3 separate regions of the Drosophila melanogaster genome follow, and all the other regions are linked to region 3. The links are chromatin contacts, called in public Hi-C maps. All regions are on one chromosome and are shown on one strand. The core of a region is the stretch at or near the end of the contact, and the rest is flanking DNA. Distances in the headings are between cores, read along the strand shown.

Evidence for each region. Hi-C and Micro-C count contacts between places; a contact is called where the count stands out from the background.
Region 1: a Hi-C map of the Kc167 cell line shows a contact between it and region 3, with 1.9 times the contacts expected there. The contact joins the enhancer-like site here to the promoter of eIF4G1 in region 3. A contact is called at or near these places in 23 of 107 Hi-C or Micro-C datasets (the Clone 8 cell line, the Kc167 cell line, the ML-DmBG3-c2 cell line and 8 more).
Region 2: a Hi-C map of the Kc167 cell line shows a contact between it and region 3, with 5 times the contacts expected there. The contact joins the promoter of Cals here to the promoter of eIF4G1 in region 3. A contact is called at or near these places in 16 of 107 Hi-C or Micro-C datasets (the D17-c3 cell line, the Kc167 cell line, the ML-DmBG3-c2 cell line and 4 more) and 1 of 6 datasets of contacts at active chromatin or transcription factors (the Kc167 cell line).

What each region holds. Positions count from the first base shown.
Region 1 is chr4:690,875-693,574 of dm6, reverse strand. myo (myoglianin) reads left to right here. Exons shown (of 5, transcript NM_166788.2): 3 at 1-194; 4 at 732-1,150; 5 at 1,216-2,700. The coding sequence ends at 1,584. Among named protein-coding and RNA genes, the nearest start is that of myo, 3.8 kb to the left of the region's middle. Within about 2 kb of position 1,399, at least 4 of the 39 cell types and tissues checked have an H3K27ac peak or open chromatin away from gene starts, as enhancers often do. A contact at or near this core is called in the Kc167 cell line, where this site is marked.
Region 2 is chr4:1,121,644-1,124,343 of dm6, reverse strand. It overlaps Cals (Calsyntenin), which reads left to right and starts at 1,379. Exons shown (of 12, transcript NM_001297793.1): 1 at 1,379-1,516. Arf4 (ADP ribosylation factor 4) reads right to left here and starts at 177. Exons shown (of 4, transcript NM_079892.3): 1 at 13-177. The coding sequence starts at 79.
Region 3 is chr4:929,265-931,964 of dm6, reverse strand. eIF4G1 (eukaryotic translation initiation factor 4G1) reads left to right here and starts at 1,250. Exons shown (of 16, transcript NM_079901.4): 1 at 1,250-1,453; 2 at 1,834-1,885; 3 at 1,942-2,143. The coding sequence starts at 2,066.

The DNA.
Region 1 (2,700 bases), core at 150-2,649, 240 kb after region 3:
CCACATAATGACTGATTTTTTTGATGAAAGTTCATCCTCCCAAATGCAGGGAGATGATGCTAACACTGTTAATGAATTTCTGATAGATTTGAATAAAAATCAAGCTAAAAAGTCGGACATTCCTATTAATACCAACGATGAGGAGTACGAGAGTATTTTGTCTCACATCAGCAGTATATACATATTTCCCGAGGGTAAGTAAACAGCATTCTTAAAGTAGATATAGATATAGGAAGATATTGAATAAGAGAAGATATTATATATAAGAGTAGGTATAGATAAAGGGAGGAAAAGACAAGGAGAGCTTAAGAGAAGTAAAAAGCATATATAACGTCACTAAAATCTGTGTAAATATATTTCTAGACTTTTTGTAAGTAAGAAGCATAATCATTTATCTTATATTTATATCTTTTTTGGGCCCGATTTGGTTATAGGTTTAGATTTCGAACTTTTTTCCTTTAATAAGAGAAAGCAAGCAAAAATACATATGACTTCTTCTCTATCTTTAGAAATTGTTTTCCCAAAATTCATTGGCGTAGTGTATTTTCAAAAAAGAATCGACACATTTCCTAAAATCTTGACGAGGTAAAAGACAAGTGGCATTGACCCCTTTAACATACAAAAAATGAACTGTTTACAACAAACATTAATCAATACCCAATTTTTGCTTTTAAGAAATCAAATTTCAATGAAAAAATTAATAATTTTCGTTTATATTTTCGTTCTTTTAGAAATTCAACCTCATGTTCGGCACAATCGCAAGGTCGATGTTTTTCGGTTTCAAATTGACAGTAGCTACTCAGACTTGTCTTACGCTACCCTTCATCTATATTTACGTGGTTGGGATTGGATAAGTGCTCATCAACCTGGACTTCTTGAAGAAATTAAAAAACAGCCACGTAAAGATATTGTTGTGACTATTCACCGCGCTATTAGGGTTGCAAATACAACAAGCTTTAATCCTAAAGTCAAAATGTTTGAGTTTCGACATAGTATTCCGTCAGGACTTGGACAATGGGTTGCTGTGGACTTAAAGTCTCTGCTTGGTAATCTTGGGTCTAATATGACGCAAGAAATTCTAATAAAGGGCGCAGAAACCTGGATGAAGTCATTAGTGGTGACCACAGACAACACATCGAAAAATCCATTGGTTAGAAGCCATTTATAATGAAGTTGAATACACTTACTCTACTAAATATATTTTTAATATTTCAGACTGTTCACATAGAAATTGGGTCGCAAAAAAAGCATCGAAGAAAGCGCAGCGTATATATGGACTGCACAGAAAATGATCATGACATGCGCTGTTGTCGATATCCCCTCAAAGTTAATTTCACCAGCTTTGGATGGCATTTCGTTGTAGCACCAACGTCCTTTGACGCATACTTCTGCAGTGGTGACTGCAAAGTTGGTTACCTAGAGCAATATCCCCATACACATTTAGCAGCCTTAACGACATCGGCCACACCGTGTTGCTCGCCGACAAAAATGAGTTCCTTAAGTTTGTTATATTTTGACGATAACCATAATCTGGTTTTAAGTGTTATACCAAATATGTCTGTCGAGGGTTGCAGCTGTTCTTAGCGAACAAAATTCGAAAGTGTTCTTTGAAAATAGAACTAATACATATGCTATGTAAATAAATTAACGCAAAGGAATATGGATCTGTTTGAGAAGGCTAGTTTAAAGTACAATTCCCAAATTTGATATAAAATTTACATTTTTAAAATGTAAAATAGGTCAGATTGCATGCTGATGATTCCCAAATTAATAAATAGATCGCAATTAAAAACAGTAAAAAATTAAAAAATATTTAAAAATGAATTCCTACATTACCGTATAAGATAAGTATAGAGCGAAACAATATATTTTAAACTGTGCATTACGAATTACAAATGAAAAGCAAACAAAAAATAATCGTTTTAAATAAAATGATTGTATGACGCATAAAGAAATACACGGTTAAAATAAACTAAGTACCTTAAGTTTTGATAAAAATTGAGTGAATAACAAATGGCACCGTCAGACAAATATAGTCTGAACGGAGGCTACATGTGGATCATTTACGGTTGTGTGATTACCTAATTTGAATACACAGCTAAATGTATAAAGGTGTTCATATCCCGTGCATCGTGAGCATATAGAATATTTTACAGTGAACGGCTTTGTGCGTGTGCAAACGAGACTTCCATATGCTGTTCTTTTCAAGACAAGTAAGGATTTGTATGAATAATGTTGATTAGAACAAAGGCTAACCTTACGTTTCGCAAAGCACACAGAACTTATTTCATAATAATTAAAAGTTAAATAACGTGCCAGAGAAATATAGATATACAAGTAGCAATGCAGCGCAGTGGCGTTACAGCGCTCACTTTCTCTATCTCCATCTACATAGTGTTAAAAAAAAATATGCTAGAATTGGTTAGTTTTGAAACTTATTCCGATTAGTTCCTACGATATAAGCTCGAATGCTTGGTTGAGTGCCAAAAAGAACTTATTTTTCTTATGCGTTATTTTCGAATCTTCTATTAACACTACTTGTCGCAGGATTGGCTTCTAAACGTTTGCAAGAGTACTTAGGAGTTGTCAATAATAATAATTTTGACAAGTGCTCCAACATTAGCTGATGATAGGTAAGCACTTAAAGGGGATAGTCGTGAGATGATTGTGTGACATTCCGAATATAGAGTGGGTGAAGAT
Region 2 (2,700 bases), core at 130-2,629, 190 kb before region 3:
TTTTGAACATACCCATAAGAATACGCATTTGTTTTTTTCCAAACAAACGTGTCAAAAGACTAGATATTGTTAGTCCCATGTTTAATAAGAAACTATTTTATTTCGTATAGGAAAAAGCTTGTCTTCAGTAACTTCAGTAAATTGACGTGTAAACTAGTCATTCGATTAATAATGCTGTACTTTTCAGAAAAGTTAAACGATGGTTAAAAATACTGTTTTCTATAAAATACTAATAACAGTATGTTGACTATACCCTAAGCATGGTCTGATGAAAACAATAAAAAGAAACACAAAACTACATCGATAATACAATGTTTTGACTGCGCCATTAAGTCGAATGTCGATAAAACCATTTTCGTGTACATTTTTTAAGTGAAATATTTAAATTGACCTAGAAAGGCTGCCCCCAAGGGGTTAGTGAGCATATAACTTAGACTCGGAGTTACACAATTTTTAAAAATCACAACTGTTTTTTACGAATGTGCTCTGTAGGACTATGGTATTATTCGCGAATTCTAATTGCCAAAACAACTTTTTCAAATCAAATTTAAAAATCAAATTTAAAAACGATGTTACAAATTTTTCAAACACTATAAAGCTGCCTGAAAACAAAAAACTTAGGTTCTTCCTCTCTATTAACCAAAAATTAAGACATTTTTATTAATCAAAGGTCTGCTATTGCCAATATGTCGATATCAGGCCAAGATAAATGACAATCACTATATTTTGGTTGCGATTTGCAATAGTTAACAACATAAATATTCTGCCTCTGATCAAAAATAAAAAAAAAATGTTGAGTCTTGGGATATCAAGGAATCAAAATATCTATATATGAAAATATCCTACCCAAAAATTCCAGTCATTTGTAAATCAAAACAGCGTAAGCACCCCTTAACTTTCCTTTTAAACAAACCATGGTATCACTTAAAATTCGATTAAAATGTTAGAGCATAGTCTCCACAGGGCCTTATATGTTGTTTTTTTTAATCACTTTTCAAGTATTAACCACTTCCACACAAGGATCTGAAAATGTCGGATAAACGTTTCCAGTGTATTGACTTCTGTATTTAAACTTACAACTAGTTTTTCAAACGTCACAAGTAATTATTTTGCTGACAAAAGTAAGAAACTATGTAATGAAACAAAAAAAATTATTTTCTGAGATTTTGTTAATGTGCCCCGTCTAATTAACTTGTACTATTTCATATTTGAGTCGATTTAAATCTATGCATATGTAAAAGTTATAATCAAAGTATTTAGGTTACGCATGATTCCCTTCGGATAGGTTCGCTATTCGTTCAGTTAGGCAATCCAAGTTCATTACAGAATGTGTATCTCTTGGATACAACACATACACAAGATTTTCTCATCCATGCATATTCATATATACTAATGTAATACATATATGTAATCCAACAATCAGTTTCACTGTGGTACATTTTATAATGTTTAATCATATATAGTCACGGGAACTAGAGTTTATACACGGTCCTCGAATAAAATGTGTTTTGGAGCTGTAAGCTAATCAACAAAAAATGAGACTAACTAAAAAAAAGTGCTACTAAAATTCCCAGACTTTCCACTTTCTGTCCTACATATATATAATTAAAGAAAATCCGAACCAATTTGAATAACTTATCTATTTTATTCTAACACCAACAACAACTTTAAAAAGTTTTTGATTTAACGTAAAAAATTGGCCGTAATTCTTGTTGCTTTGGTTACATTCTTTCTATTGTATTGTACCAACGAAAAAAGTAGAGAAGCACCGAGACGGTAGTGGAATTATTCCGGAACACTTTCGATACTCTTTTTCGAGTGGAAGTGGTTTCATGAGGAGGAAATTTGGTGTTCCTTTTTGCCGGGCTCTTTCATACTTCCCGTGCTGTAGGAACTCCGTGAAAAGCTTCTGTAAGCATTCCCTAAATGTCTTCTGGATATATTCCGAGACTATATTACAATACTTTCGTAAACATTACTCAGGATTGTTTTCTAGATACTTTCCAGAATAAATTATCAGGAAAATTTATATTGAGTGCTTTGAAAGAAGAAGTGTTTCCAAAGTATAAAACAAAATCTCGGCTTAACCAATATTTAATTTTTTATTATTATGAACTGAACTCTGTAATACTTCTTTTCCTTGAACGTTTCTTTTTCTCTCAAAATTCATTCATTGTTTATCCTTTCATAAGAGCCCTTGAAGCGCAAGACTGTGTAATCTTAAAAAAATGTTCAGAAATAAATATAATTTTATGTGTCTGCAAAAAATTTATTAAGCAACAAAAAAATTTGTCGAATTTCGTTTTCGCGTTTTCAACATATTGTATAAAAACTGCGAAAGGGTGTAGGGCCTACACACGACAAAACTTTGTCTTATTTTACCACGTATTAGAAAGAAAAACTACTCTAAAGTCGAATGTGTCATCACAGAGTATAAAATTGCAATGTATTATATTATTATTATTTTTATCTTAAAGAACGGAAAATAAACATCTACTAGGTACATGATTTTTAAAGATTTATTGATACGAGTTTTGGGAAAATATAAAATATAATCTTCAATATATACACATATGTACAATATATTTATGTAAGTTCATGTAGTTTTAATGCTTTTAAAAATAATAGAAAGGAAGAACACTAATTTAAGAAACAAAACAATTGTGGTATTTTTGCTTAAATCGGTGTTTGCATTTCAAT
Region 3 (2,700 bases), core at 1-2,500:
CGGTCCGAAAATCGTCTTCTAGCACAACACGCACACATATATGCGTTCTCGTCTCTTGTTTTTACTCACACAAGCAAGCAAATTCTATTTTTAGATTTCTTATGCTCTCAGCGGGAGCGAGCGGAAAGAGAGCAATTTTGGCCGTCACTAAAAAATTGGCTGCATAGTGCCAAACCAATGTATGGCCGCTACGCATCTTGTTATTCTAGTGTCTTTGGTAGAACTATGCTTGGAACAGTCTTTATTTGTAAGCTTATTCGTGGGGATGTTAAGAGTTCTGACTTGATTAGTCGGCTTAACTTCTCAGTTCGAAGTAGTTCTCAGTAGTAGTTCTCAGTTCCTTATTTCAGTTCTCAGTTCCTTATTTTAAATCATTGTAGATCTAACTATGAGTTGCGTGACCCTTACAGAGTATTATGTTCTGATTATAATAGACTTTATCCTAATATCTGTAATCTTGACTCTCTGCCGCTCACAAAGCAATTGATTTTACCTTTTTTTATTTTATGATTAGATCCTACTAACAGTAATATTTAATATAGTTATTTTATATTATATTCATTTCCTCGATCCTGTTCTCTTTTTTATATCGCGTCTATCCTCTCGCTAATCGAGGCGTACGATACACGGCAGCGCCCCTCGTTCGGTTGGTCGGGAGGTGTCGCCGTTGGACCCGTGCCAAAAAAAAAAAATATATAATAATAATATAAAATAATTGGGTCTGAATACGGATTATTTTTGTTTTGATTTAAATTCTTTTATTTATCGATATTTTGATGTAATATAGAATCGTTTTTTACCAATTTCTTTATTGTCATATGTATTTTAGTCAGTGTGAAAGGGTCTTATTTTGGCCATAATTAACTAATTATATTTTACGTTCAAGAAACCCTAATTACGATGAAATTAACATTTTGTTTTAAAGTTGCCCATATGTTGTATTCTTAGATATAATGATCTATTTAGCCATGTTGCGGAAAGGGCTCATTATCAGGAATTGAACGCTGGCATAGCATGTACAATCATTATTATAATTTTGGCAAACCTCAATAGAATAAACGTATTATGAAGTAGTTTTAGTAAATAATTAACATTGAAATATGATTTTTTTTTTATTTTTAAAAACTTATGGTTAGCAAAAAATTAAATTATTAATGATGAAGCGTTTAAAAATGTGACCTAACTATCGTTGATAATGATATTCTTCAGTTATCACTATTTCTTGTGTGCTATCGATGTTTCAAATAATAAATGCAACTCTGTTCGTATGAACAGAACACATTGCATGTGGAAATTATTAAAAAATAGTTTTTGAATGTAAAGATAAAGCTGGAATTACTGCTTCATTTTTATAAATAAATACATTTTTAAAATACACTTAAAGTGGAATTCTTAACATTTGTATTTTTTGTACATAATCACGTCGGATAGGCACATACAAACATTTGCTCAGGTAAATTGATGGTTAATAATGAGCACTGGGCAACAAATATTACATGATACTTTGCAAGTTTACTGTGCACAGTGAAGGGAAAAAAGATTTTACCACTAACATTCTGAAATGTGTCTTAACTTTTTAAAAATGATGTAAACGATGGAATTCGTGGCACGTTTTCACCATATGCACCATTGTGATTGTGAGAACGAAATCTCCAAAGTCACAACGGCAACGTCGGCAAATAAGTAAGGCTCCAGGATGGATTGGCAAATGTTTAATAGAAATTATCTCTGGGCTTCAGCTCTAGACTTAATAAATTACAAAATGTCTACTTTATATTTTTGAAACATTTGGGTGAAATCTTTTGTGATATTTAATGATTTTATACGTGTCAGTTCTTTTAATTTCAGAGACCTCTCTGGTAGCTGTATATCAATATATTTCCAGGTAAAATATGCAGAACTGAAACGTGGACAATTAATATTCATTAATATTCATTAAAGAATCAAATGATTGAATGACGTCGTATTTGTGGGTCCAAAATCACCACAGAAATCGTCTATGAAACGGTAAATCTAACCGTTTGGCGATTTCCTACAGAGCTAACTCTAGGAATACACATACGTAATGCAACAGGCTATACCAACTTTACCAACACAATCAGATATAGATAAAGCCATGCAGCCCCATTCAGCACAAAATATGGTAAGTCGATATAAAAATAACATCTCCAAAATTATTTACATATATACATTTTGACATTATTTGCTGTATTACTTTCCTTGCAATTGTTTTAAATTAGTTCGTTAAATAAATATGTTTTCCTAGTTCCGAAAAGAGCTAAAACCTATTTTTTATAAGTTTGCCTGCTGTAGTCAATGTAAACAATCTATTAAGATAGTATCACACTTCTCGTACAATAACAGCAAAGTTTAAAAAGAAAATGCTATTTTTGTGGAATTTTTTTATATGTTTGTTTTATAAATATTGCGGTTTGTATAAAAGGTATATAATTCAATTAAAAAATTTATAAAATATATGTTTGCGATTACAATTATTTAAGTTACTTACTAAATGAATTAAAAAATTAAAAATTTTTTTAACGAACTTGATTGAATACTAATAATTGTTCTAGTCCTGTAAAGCTACATAATTCATAAATGAAGCTCTTCCGGGCATGGTATGAAGTACTTTATTTAAAACCTAAACTATAAAAAACCGCGTTTTTCCAAACATACATAAATCATATAGTTTTTATCGGT